2 separate regions of the Mus musculus genome follow, and region 1 is linked to region 2. Evidence: chromatin contacts called from public promoter capture Hi-C data. All regions are on one chromosome and are shown on one strand. The core of a region is the stretch at or near the end of the contact, and the rest is flanking DNA. Distances in the headings are between cores, read along the strand shown. Region 1 holds the start of Chd8 (chromodomain helicase DNA binding protein 8). Region 2 holds the start of Ero1a (endoplasmic reticulum oxidoreductase 1 alpha).

Region 1 (6,625 bases), core at 1,156-3,655, 6.9 Mb before region 2:
TGTATTTTAACGATGTTTGATGGGTGAGAGAGATAGATTAGGAGCTGAGCATGAACTGGTCATGCAGAGGACCAGAGTTCAGTTCCTTGCCACACATGTCCACTGTAATTCCAGTCCCAAGGGAAACCCACATCTCTGCTCTCTGGCCCAACCAGTGCTCATGCACATACATATACACAAAATTAAAAATATAATAGAAAAACTGTTTTCTTTGTGTACTCCTGGCTGTCCTGGAACTAGTTCTGTAGATCAGAGCTCAGAGATCGGCCTGCATCTGCCTCCCAAATCCTAGGATTAAAGGCGTGCCCTGCAATAAATCTCTCTCTCTCTTTTTTTTTTTTTTCTTTTTTGGTTTTTTAAGACAGGGTTTCTCCGTATAGCCCTGGCTGTCCTGGAACTCACTTTGTAGACCAGGCTGGCCTCGAACTCAGAAATCTGCCTGCCTCTGTCTCACGAGTGCTGGAATTAAAGGCGTGCGGCCACCACGCCCGGCTAATAAATCTCACTCACACACATTAAAATCTAAAAAATATATCTTTAAAAACAACAATGGGCTGGAGAGATGGCTCAGTGGTTAAGAGCACTGACTGCTCTTCCAAAGGTCCTGAGTTCAAATCCCAGCAACCACATGGTGGTTCACAACCATCTGTAATGAGATCTGATGCCCTCTTCTGGGGTGCCTGAAGACAGCTACAGTGTACTTACATATAATAAATAAATAAATCTTAAAAATAAGAAAAAGAAAATCTATGGGCAAACTGAGGCACATGAGTCAGAACCCTGGGCCTGATGTTCAGGGACCCTCTACTTTCATGTTAGCCCCAGGAGTCAGCGGGTCTCCCTATACCTCAGTTTCCCCAGAGGGAAGTAGCACAGCAAATATGGTTGTCTCTCCATCTATGATAGTCTAGTTCCAGGATCCCCCCAAACCACATGGATAACAAAATCTGTGGGCACCAAAGTCCCTCAGGAACAGAGATGTATATTTACAAACTACCTACACACGTTGTTCTCAACACTGCGATCATTTCTGATTCTACCTAAAACAGTGCGGGTGATGTGCAAATAGTTGACAAATTATATTGTTTAGGGAAAATGACAAGAGCAAAGTTTATAAAAATAAATAAATCTCTTTAAAAACAAATTTTGCAGGTTTTGCTGTGTTGCTCAAGCTTCCTTCAGGTTTGTTTGTTTGTTTGGGGGGGGGGGGTTGGTTCAAGACAGGGTTTCTCTGTGTAGCCCAGGCTGTCCTGGAACTCACTTTGTAGACCAGGCTGGCTTCGAAATCAGAAATCCGCCTGCCTCTGCTTCTCGAGAGCTGGGATTAAAAGCCTGCACCACCACGCCCGGCTTCCTCGAGTTTTCTAATACTGGTATTTAAACAAACAAACAACAACCAAAAAACCCTTCTTGTATGGAAATGTAGTCGGCAGAACTTTAGAAAATGCAGGAACACCTTTCTCAGTGTAGTTTGACCTATGGTGAAATTTTGCTTCTTTCCAGAATAAATGACTCCGTCAGTGTACCTCTGATAAGTCTTGTTTCCCAGTGTGTATTCGTGCGTAGTAATTGGAACTATTGGTAAATTTAAGGTCCTTTGCTTTTTAAGTGAAATTCCTCACTCCCGATATTACTAAATGACTCAGAATTTTGGGTTGCTAAAATCGGAACACTGGTCTAGGGCGTGGTAGCTCATGCCTCAAATACCATATCTCTGTGTTTAACGCCAGCCTGATATATTGAGACCCTGTCTCAAAAAAACAAACAAAACTCTAATACTGGAAAATCTGAAACGTGCATAGATAAGCAAGTAGAATGGCTATAAAACCCGTGTCGATTATGTGTTGATAATCCTGCTTGTCAAGGATCACCCTAGAAGTGGCATTCAGAAAAACTGATCGTTGGCTTCTTTGATAAACCAGCATCATTCCTACGTTTAAGAGGTGGTGGGGCTTGTTTCCAGTCTTGTTCAACGTTTTTCCAGAGTTCCTCCCCATGACTGACAGGCATCCTGAGTACATGAGAGGAGGGCATGTAGGGGCTGGACCAAAACGGACCAACAGAACTCCAAAAAGGCCTTCACATTCCTATACGTAATCGTGGGAGATCACCAAGCCAGTCGACCCAAGATGGCCTCCCGAGACAGGTAGCAGGTGCTGTCCGGGTTTGCAGCGCCCCCAGCGGCGGGGGTCAGAGGCCTGGCCTGCCAGCCCGCCGCCCGCTCCGATTTCCAAGCAGGCATATCTGCGGTTGCCTACGTACCCTTCCCAGCCTCAGGCCCTCCCAGCCTTCGGAGACTTCCTGGATGGCGCCCGGCTCCGGCCACGCCATTGGTAGATGGAGGGCGGTGGGCGGGCCCAGGCGCATGGAGGACTAGCAAGCTTGCTTGCGGCGAGGGCTGGCCGTGCTCCGCCGGAAGGCGCCTTGTTCTCCCGGACGGTGGGTTGCAACTCTTGCCCAGGGAAGGAAGCCGCAGGACTGGCTCAGGTAAGCCTGCGGCACGCGCGGCTCCACCAAGCCTCGTCGGAGCCTGGGCGGGTAGTGGGTGGGGTAACAACGTCCTCGCTTGCTCGCTCGCTCGCACCCATGCGGGTGCAGCGCCGAGCGGTGATCAGGTGCGGGATGCTCGGGGCTGAACCACTCTCCTTTGTGAGAGGCAGGCGCTGGGGACCGGACGGGCCGCGGGGCCGTGCTGGGACGGGCCGCGAGGGAGCTGCTAGGGCCAGCGTGGAGTTTTGGAGCTTGTCATGGCACTGCTGGGCGAGGCGCACATTCGAGACAGTTGCCTTTTTCTTCTTCCTCCTTTCCCAAGAAGAAAAACTCCCCTGCTCGGTTAGGTTACTCCATACGTTGGAGTCAGAAGTGCGAGGCCAGGGTTTTAGTTTGTTTTGGCTGGATTCTTTTTCCCTCTCCTCTCTTATCTTTAATGTTTTTAGTAAATGTGGGTAGGGAAGCCTGAGGTGAACGTGTTCGGATTTATTATGTTCCCAATTTCTGCGGGGCTGTTGCAAAGTAGAGGTGACGAGGAAACGAACAGCACAAGTCTTGTGTCTTCCTTGACAGGTCTGCAGAGCTCTTTGGTTTTCTGACACATTATGTAAACTCTTCACTAGAGGAGGACTGCCTCTTGGCGAATATTATTTAAAATTTGTTTTGGTTTTTTTGTGTCTTAATTTACCTGTTTCTAGTCGGCTTGCCATTGCTGCAGCTGTGCATACGCAGCAGCGCCTCTTTAAGGGGCAGTCCTGACGTCGTTAAAGGCTTCCCAGAGGAGGTATGTAGTGAACCAGTCTTCGCAGTGAGTGAGCAAAGTGAGCCAGAAGTCGGATTTTAAACGCTACGTAATTTTCTTTCAAAAGATAGACACAGTGAGACATCTCAGACACGAGTGAGGACCTTGCTTTAGCGATTTTGCTGCATTCTGCCATCACATCGATGTCCACAGAATCTCTGTTCTGAGTTTGTTAACTCAGAGACTGGCTTAGTGCCAACTGAGGTCGTTTTGGGGGGGCACATCAGATTCTAGGACATGGATTTGCAATTTGAATGTTTCCCTTATGTTGTTGCTGTTGTTTCTTTTGAAAGGATATCTGGCTTTCCATTTGTAGACCAGGTTGGCCTCTAACTCACTGAGATCTTCCTGCCTCTGCCTGGATTAAAGGCGTGCACCTCTGGCCCCTGCTGGGATATTGTCTTTTTGATTACAGAGTGTCTTCTGCCTAAAAATATCTTTTTATGGTCACCCTGCAGGTTCCACAAGTTGTAATCAATTTCTTAGGGCAGGAAGTGGGCAACTTCTTCTTCTTTTTTTTTTTTTTTTTTTTTTTGTTAACTTGTTTTTCCTTGGGTGTCATATCTTTTAGTAATGCTGGCCATTTGGGGCTGGGGGGGGGGGCTCTGAGATGAAGGATCCCACCACAACCCCTGATTATTTTACTTTGGTTTTTTGGAAACAGTCTCTCATAGTCCAGCTTGGCCTCCAACTCACTAATGACTTTGAAACCTTGGTCTTTATATCTCTACCTCCCAAGTTCTCAGATTATACAAATTCACTACTACCAAAATCTTGAAAATGGAAAACATTACTTGAACTGTCTTAGTTATTCCAGCTGTTAAGATAATAAAGGTTATGATAAGAAATACAGCAGAGTTCTACTTAAAAGCTGTTGCAAGTCAGAGTGGTATGACAAAGACTACCAGACAAGGCAAAGGATACTGGTCAGAGAGGAGAGAGACACACACACACAGAGACAGAAGAGACACCACCCGTCTGAACCCTCCCCACACCAAATAAAGGAGAAAGAGAAAAAGGCTCAACGAAGGCTTAAAGCTGTAATCTCAGAAGCGCAGGAATAAAGGATTTGGTGGAGGAATGCATAAATTAAGCTCTTGTCTTCCAAGTGTTTAATCTGTGTAGCTGGCTCTTTGATTTTTGTTTTTTCTTTCTTTTTTTTTTTTTTTTTTTTTTTGTTTTCCCCCAATTCTCAAACTGACCAGATCCTTTTAGAAGTAGATGGAGAATATAGCTGCTGAGCTGATTTTGTATTGCCAGAAGACATCCATGTAGTATTTCCTAGGACAACCTCTTCTGCAGTGCTTCCGGATGATGGGGCTTGATACCCACTGGGGACTGGGGCAGAGTTTTGTGTTAAAAATGACTTTTGTGTGAAGGAGCAGTTTCTGTTAGGTAAGAGAGGGTGGTGAGAGGATTCTTTAAGGGAAACTTTTATATATGTCACCTTTGAAAAGAGAATTTGCTTAAGCCATACTGTGACTGAGGGTTAATTTAAGGGTTTCTGTTACGGGATGAATAAGCTTTAATGCTTTTATCCGTGGAAGAACTACCGCATTCAGATGAATGTTAAATGGCTTTGTGAAATCATCCACAGCCCTGAAATATTTCTCTCTTCTGAGCTTAAATTCAGCCTAATACTTGGGGAAAAAACAAAAGACAAAATAAAAACCTTTGCCCTGAAGCCTTGGGCTCAGCAGTAGGAGTCACCATATATTCTGCTTGCTTGTCATCTTGACTCTGCTCTCAGCATTTCCCATGGCCTCTCCCAGTTCTTCTATGGCCGTTCTGGTGTTTACTATCTCTTTTCTTTGGCCTTTGACTCTCGAGTAGGTACGTGTTCATGTTTCCTATGTCACTCAGTTATGTTTTGTTCCTCCAGAGTGATTTCTGCAGCATTCCTGGTCTTCCTTTTAGGGTTTTGTCTACTTTTGTCTAGGACCTAAGTGACAGTTGTATTTTTATGTAACAGACAGCAGCTATTTTCTATTGCCTAAAAACTTTATCCAGCTATGTACTGTGCCTTATCCAACTATTTGCTGCATTCCAGATGTGGTCCTAGATAACCTCTTCCCCTTTAACTTTGCAGTTTGCTCTATGTGTAGCTATGCAATCAAATTTAGCTCTCTTTGTGTTTTCTTGGTCTACATTTTAAATTTTTCACTGCAAGAGGTGAGGGATATAACTTGGTAGAGTGATTGCTGAGCATATACATACAATGGGTTAAATTCCAATAATACCTAAAAAGCCCCCAAAACCTAAAAGTAAACTTCTTGTGTATTTGTCTTATGCAATATGTCTACCTCTGCATAGTTACAAATGTTTATAGTGTGACGGGGCAGTGGTGGTACATGCCTTTAATCCCAGTACTTGGGAGGCAAAGGCAGGCGCATTTCTGAGTTTGAGGTCAACCTGGTCTACAGAGTGAGTTCCAGGACAGCCCCGGGCTACACAGAGAAACCCTGTCTCGAAAACACCAAAAAAAAAAAAAAAAAAAAAAAAAAAAGAAAGAAAGAAAGGTAAATAAATAGTGTTTATAGTTTGAACTACAGAGCGGTCAGTACCTGAGGTTTCTTTTAAAGCTGTTCTGAGCAGTTCTGTAGGTAATTTTCTCTTAATTTTTTTTGATAATTTCATACTTGAATACTATATTTATGTAATTTCCATCCTTCTTCTCTTCCTCCTATTCTCCCCATGTTCCCTCACGTTATTGACCTCCTCCTCTTTAATTATTGATACATATATGTATATGTGTATGTGTATATGTGTGTGTATATGTGTATATGTATGTATGTGAGTATAAACCTACTGAGTCCATTCAGTGCTGTTTGTGTTACATGGACTCAGGACTGACTCTGGGACTGGCTGACCCCTGAGGCTCATCTTGATTCTCCCTCTTTCAGCAGCCATTGATTAATTGCCTATTACTCTTCATCAAGGATTAATAAGAGCTTTTTGAGACAAAAAAATAATGTAGATCAGGCTGGCATTGAACTCTGTTACATAATTCTGAGGATGACTTCGCACTCCTAATCTTCCCAAGTGTCCCTAAATACCAGCAAAACAGGTCTGTGCCACTGTACCCAGGTTTTTCCTTTTCTTACTTTTTCATTTATTTATTTATTTATTTATTTATTTATTTATTTATTTATTTATTTATTTATTTATTTATTTATTTGGTTTTTCCAGATAGGGTTTCTCTGTGTAGCCCTGGCTGTCCTGGAACTCACTCTGTAGACCAGGCTGGCCTCAAACTCAGAAATCCACCTGCCTCTGCCTCCCGAGTGCTGGGATCAAGGGCGTGCACCACCACGCCCAGCTCAGGAGTATATT
Region 2 (6,111 bases), core at 539-3,038:
CACACCCTGAGTGTGTGTACCCTGACACAGAGTACTGTGTAGACTTATAAAGAAGGGCATGCGGTGACCTGGAACACAGCTGTAACTGCAGAACACCATGCTAAGTGGAATGAAGCCAAGAGCAGAGAGAGAAGTGCTGTGTGATCTCATTTGTGTGAAATTTAAAAAGCCAGTCTCATAGAATCTGTAGAAAAGTGGTAACCAGAGAAGGTTGGAGAGAGGAAAGTTGGTCCAAGGGCACAAAGGTACAGTTAGACTGGAAAAGTAAGTTTCGTTGACCCATGGTATTGCATGGAGGCTGTGGTTTATATACCGTGTACTTGGAAGCTACTAATAGACTGAAGATACTAATAGACTTATTTTTTTAAACATTCTTGTAAGAAAAAGTCAAGCTGGTGAGGTGATGGATATATTAGTGTGATTGAGTCTTCCTACAATGTACATATGGATTGAAAACATATCTTACACACAATTATTAGTGAACTAAAAATAAGACTGGAAGACTGGTTGTGGTGGCAACAGGTGTTTAATCTCAGGTCTAGGGAGGCAGAGGTGAATTGATTTCTGCCTGTTCGAGGCCAGCGTGGTCCACAGTGTAAGTTCCAGACCAGTCAGGAATACACAGTGAGACCCTTCATCAAAATAAAAATGCACTACCCCAAGCTAAACGAGACAACGAAGCCAAGAAAACTGACGACATTGTCAGTTTTATGGAGCCGATGCACCTGTGTACTTCCAAGGCCAAGCTCGGCATTGCAAAGTGAATTGAATGGAAACTTGCTTTTAATCTGGAACAGTGTGAAAAGAACACCAGCAAAAACACCTGTAACAGAGACACTATGATCTGGTTCTAGAAAAGGTAAGTATGAGCTGGAATATAGCTATCGTGAAGACAATATTAGCTTATAAGGCCATATTATCTTACTCTGTGTACAGTGCATGCTATAGATAACAGGCTAAGCAAGGCTTCTCACTGCCTGACTCCAGTTCTTAGCAACAGCTTTCCCCATTTCCACTTATGAAACGAGAGATTGAATAGTCTTTACCACATTGCTCTCTAGCTTGTGAAATATGCCTAATTCGCATAAAATACAGCAAAAAAGGAGTCAATTTTTTATGAACAAATCGGGACTACACATTGAGCTAATATCTTCTCTATGCTAGTTTAATAAAAACATGTTTTTATTATTATATTTAAACATTTATTTATAAAATAGAGCCTAACTCTATAGGGCAGGAAGTATGTAGCTCAAGCTGTCTTTGACATTGAGCAATCCTCTTGCCACAGTCTCTGGAGTGTTGGATTATAGGTGTAAGCCGCGGTGCACAGCCCTTTGGAAACCAATTTCACCTGTTCCCTTTGTAGGATGTAGGAAGGGAAAAACTAGAAAGCCACTGAATCGTGTGTACGGCCGTGCTCCCCGAGATGAACTCCAACATCCTTTTAAAAGGCTTAGGCAGCCAGAGCACGGCGGACACGTAACCCAGGCTCGGGATTTCCTAGTGTTGAGAAAGGATGGGCTGGCTGGCGTGAGCTCCGGGGCGGGGCGGGCAGGACGGCGCAGGCCCCGGGCAGTGTGGCTCGGGGGATACCCCGACCCCGGAAGGACCGCGTCTTTGCGCCGGACGAGCTGCAGGCCAGGTGTACCGGAGGCGGGTGCGTGAGCGGGGCGCGCAGGAAGGCGGCCGCCCGAGGCTCGCGTGGACAGAGGCGCGCGCCGCTGCACGTCCGCAGGGGAGGCGGGAGCGCGGAGGGCGCAGGGCGGAGCGCGGGGCGGGGCCGGCGCAGGCTACTTCAGCGGGCGCGCGGCCTGCGCCGGGGAGCCAAGCACGGCGGCGCGGGTAGAGGGCGGTGGGCGGCGAGCGGCGATGGGCCGCGCCTGGGGCTTGCTCGTTGGACTCCTGGGCGTCGTGTGGCTGCTGCGCTTGGGCCACGGCGAGGAGCGGCGGCCGGAGACAGCGGCACAGCGCTGCTTCTGCCAGGTGAGGCGCGCGGGCGGCCCAGGGGCTGCGCATCTCCGGGCGCCGGCGATCCTGATGCGCGGCCCGCACCGCGTTCCCGATCGCCCCGGGACGGGGCACCCTTCGATGGGCGTGGGCGCCTGGCCAGCTTGTCACACTGCTTCCTTGCATCCTGCCTTGGCTGCTCCGTGTCCACAGGACCGGGGGTTCTGAATGGACCCGGCACCTGGGCACCTCGTGCGAGCGGTGCCGGGGACGTCCCCAGCCTTTCTGTTCCCGATATGGACTCTTGGGGAGACTAGTTGTTCTTTAGGTCTTGTCGTTGTCAAGAGGTTGAATGACCTTGAGGGGCTCTTTGGGTGGCCTGATCTAACTGCCTGGTGTCTTTGCGGCTGTTGTTGTCCTGTGACTTCTCGGCCTGTGTATGGTGCACCTTGCCCCTGAAGCTTATTCTCGTATACTGACACTTCCTTTGCGGAATCCGAGGTAGGCCCTAGCTCTTCTGTATTCAAGTTTGATTATGAGCTGTGATTATTTACTTCTGTAGGAGATGTGGGTTCCGTGAGCAAAACATTCAAAGAATTTTATTTTCTTAGTGTAGCCTGTAAATTTTGTATGAGGCCGTTTAGGCTAGGCGCATTGAAATAACTGTGAATTTCATTTTGCTGTCTTAAGGAAATGCTAACAGCTTGGAAATACCCAGAAGTATCATATTCAGTCGATGTGCTAGTCTCTTAGTGCTTTCTTGTAAAGCCTGGAAGAACTCTCGAATATTAGCGGTTCCCCAGACTTTCTTCTGTTTAAAAGTGTATTAGATCATTTTATTACTGAGATACTTAATATGTAAATTGTATTGTTAAACAGACGTTCACGACCACACCTGGCGCTGGCCAGCACCCTTTCCCCCTCGACTTGTTCATTACTGTTCTTTACGATGTTTAAAATACAGGTTTGTTTTGTGGGTATGTATATTGTACCTGTGAATGTACGCATTGTAGGGGGTGCTTTTAGTCCACAGCTTGCAGGAACCTCTCCCCAACCACCACATGGGACACCGGGATCCACCTCGGGTCCTCAGGCAAATGACCAAGCATTGGCTTTCTTATAGCCCTATAAGCAGTGGCTCTTCTTATAGCCACCTTTTTGGTGGACTTCGATTTCTGAAATTACATCTATAAAAAAATGGAGGGATAGACAGCCAGGTCACTCGTGGGTCTTATTATTTGTGATCAGAAATACGTGTATGCTGCATATGATACTGTAAGATAAGCACTCGAGTGTCAGGAAGAAGGGGTGTTATCTGTTTCATCGCTTTAAACTTTTGGATTTTATTGTTTTGTTGAGTAATTTTGGAGCAGAAGTGAGTTGTTAGAAGTCCAGAAAAAGGCCATTTTTCTATTGATTACAAATTTAAGGTAAACAGTTTCAACATCTAAACACTTGAGATAGGAAGCTTTTAACTAGAGTGTTGAGAAAAGATACTAGGAGTTACACTTTCAAGTATGTTCTCTGGGTAATGGTATTCAAATACTGTTTGACTCTTCAACTTTGTTATACAACCAATCTTTTTGGATATTTACTTAAAATTGAGGAACTTTTAATTATTTTTGCATTTTCCCTTGGTTAGTAATAAGGGGTTTTTTTTGGTTTTTTTTTTTTTAGCTGTTGTCAAAATATCTTCAGATCAATCGATCCATCTATCTGTCAGTCTGTCTGTCTATCTGCCTATCTTTAGCCATTTTTAACATAGCCCTGGCTGTTCTGGAAATCACTGTGTAGTCTAGGCTGTCCTTGCCCTGACAGAGGTTTCACTGCCTCTGCCTCCTAAGTACTGTGATTAGAAGCAAGGGTCACCAGCCCAGCTCTTATTTGTTTTTTGGATTTATTTATTTTTATTTAATGTGTATTTGCCTGCATGTCTGCACCCCACATCCGTGAAGTGTCTGAGTAGGCCAGAAGAGGTTGTTGGATCCCACGGAACTATAGCGTGGGCCACCATGTGGGTGCTGGGAATAGAGCTCAGGTCCTGTGGAAGAGCAGTACTTGCTCTTACATACTGAGCTCTCTTCAGTCCGCAATAACCTCAGAGTTTCGAAACAGGGATTCTCACTCTGTAGGTCAAGGTGGCCTCCAACTTACAGAGCTCCTCCTCTGCCTCCAGAGAGCTTGGTTTAAAGGTGTGTCCCACAACCATCTAAGCCACTTTTTCTTTAAAGGAAGTTTCTGGTTTTCCTCTTCAGAGTCAACTTTGAGTAATAGCAAGATAGCCTGGAGCAGTGGTGTTTGTGTGTAACATCTGCAGACAGCTTGATCAGGGTCTTCTGGTCAGCCTGGGTTACATAGTGAGCTTCTTGTTTCCAAAGTATAGCCTAGCCAATGACAGAAATAGTCAAAATAGTCAGTTTGTTGTTGTTGTTGTTGTTGTTTTTGTTTTCTCCTTCCTGCTGTGGGTCTTTGTTACCATGTTTGCCTTGGGTTACCTCATCACCACCTACCTCCTGTTGTCACATGGGTATCTGGTTTGTAATGGGGTTCAGTTCATAGATGCTGTCTGGGTCAGAGCAGTCGGTGGCTGTTTGACCTTAGAAAGTCATTGCAACAAGTCCCTAGTGCTTGTTGAGATCAAAACTGAGTTAAAAAATGGTTTTCAAACCTAGCATTTGATTGGTGCTCAGCAGATGTTCGGGAGATTTCAGTGTAAGATGTTAGAAAAATTGAGCCAGCTGCTTGTTGGCATAGCTTGCTGGGATTGGGCTTTTTGATGGGGGATGGCTGTAATGAATCTTTGGGCTCGCTGAGGTACTACATAGATTGTGCTGGTTTCGAGTCCTTTTAACATGATCTTTCACTGTATGTTATAAATCATTAAAAAAAATTTTAGCTTTATGTCTATGAGTGTTTTGCCTACTTGTATGTATGTGTGCCATGTGAGCGCCAGGAGCCTCTGGAACTGGAGTTAGATAGTTGTGAGCTATGTGGAGGCTGCAAGAACAGCCACAGAGGCCTATTCCAACCCTTACATATAAACTCTTTTCATAATAGTGTTTTATTGTTTACTGTTCATTACTCGAAATGGTTAATTGTTTGGGACCTGTAAATCTTCCTTACAACCACTTGCTTTTTATTATCCCATTAAAACGTTAGCTAATAATATTACTAACTTATAAGGAAAGTTGGCTCTTATCCCCCTTTGAATAAACAATCTCCCGTGCAGGAAGTACTCCTCCTGTGAACCGAAATAGTATTTGTTATCACCAATACAGACTTATTGCTATTTTATTTTCTGACAGTTAGGTTGAATTAGGCATCATTTGATGACGTGAATGTAGTAAAACTTTAGGTGCAAGTAGTGAAATATATTTTAAAGATTTCTTAGAAGAAATACTGAAAATTGTTTTGGAGGACATATGAATATATTTTGCACTTAATTAATTTAAAATGAGTGTATATTCCTTTTCACTAAAACTGTTTTATTGTTTTCAAGTCTAGTAAGCAGTAGCAGTGCTCAGCCACCTGAGTGTGGGGGAGGCCTGCCTCAGGCTGCTGGGTGGGTGGGTAGGTGGGGGAGGCCTGCCTCAGGCTGCTGGGTGGGTGGGTGGGTGGGGGAGGCCTGCCTCAGGCTGCTGCTGCTGGTGTTGGTGGGGCACTGTAGATACCTGAGTGTGGTAGGTTTGCCTTGAGCTGCTACAGGAAGGACACTCATGTCAGCTTTACAAACACATGAGTTTTTGCTTGGAGTACATTGTAGACATAATCTCCAAACATGTTCTTCAGTAGATTTAACCTTCTAAGTGTCCTGCTAAATCAGTTTTAAAAATAGCTTTACTTGTTAGGCTGAGTTGCTGGGCTGTGGGAGAGATGATTTGTTTGTTGGTGGGTGGGTGTATTAAATCCTAGTCAGAGGGATCTTTGAAACAGGTTATACTGGTGAGGTAGCCATTGACTCTTTAAGTGCCTGTTGCATCTCTGACTTTTCTGAATAGAGCGTATGGAAGAAATACTTGTGAGTCACTTCACAATGCTGTGTGTTTTTTCTTCCTTCCTTCCTTTCTCTCTTAAAAAAAAATATGTACTTATTTTATGTATGTGAGTATTTCACCTACAATTGTGAAACATATGCATGCCTGTGGAGGTCAGATGAGGACGTCG

What was found. Promoter capture Hi-C pulls out the DNA fragments that hold promoters and counts their contacts.
Region 1: a promoter capture Hi-C map of cranial neural crest shows a contact between it and region 2. The contact joins the promoter of Chd8 here to the promoter of Ero1a in region 2. A contact is called at or near these places in 1 of 39 promoter capture datasets (cranial neural crest) and 1 of 484 Hi-C or Micro-C datasets (B cells).

What each region holds. Positions count from the first base shown.
Region 1 is chr14:52,253,540-52,260,164 of GRCm38.p6, reverse strand. Chd8 (chromodomain helicase DNA binding protein 8) reads left to right here and starts at 2,405. Exons shown (of 38, transcript NM_201637.3): 1 at 2,405-2,487.
Region 2 is chr14:45,314,249-45,320,359 of GRCm38.p6, reverse strand. Ero1a (endoplasmic reticulum oxidoreductase 1 alpha) reads left to right here and starts at 1,788. Exons shown (of 16, transcript NM_015774.3): 1 at 1,788-1,983. The coding sequence starts at 1,870.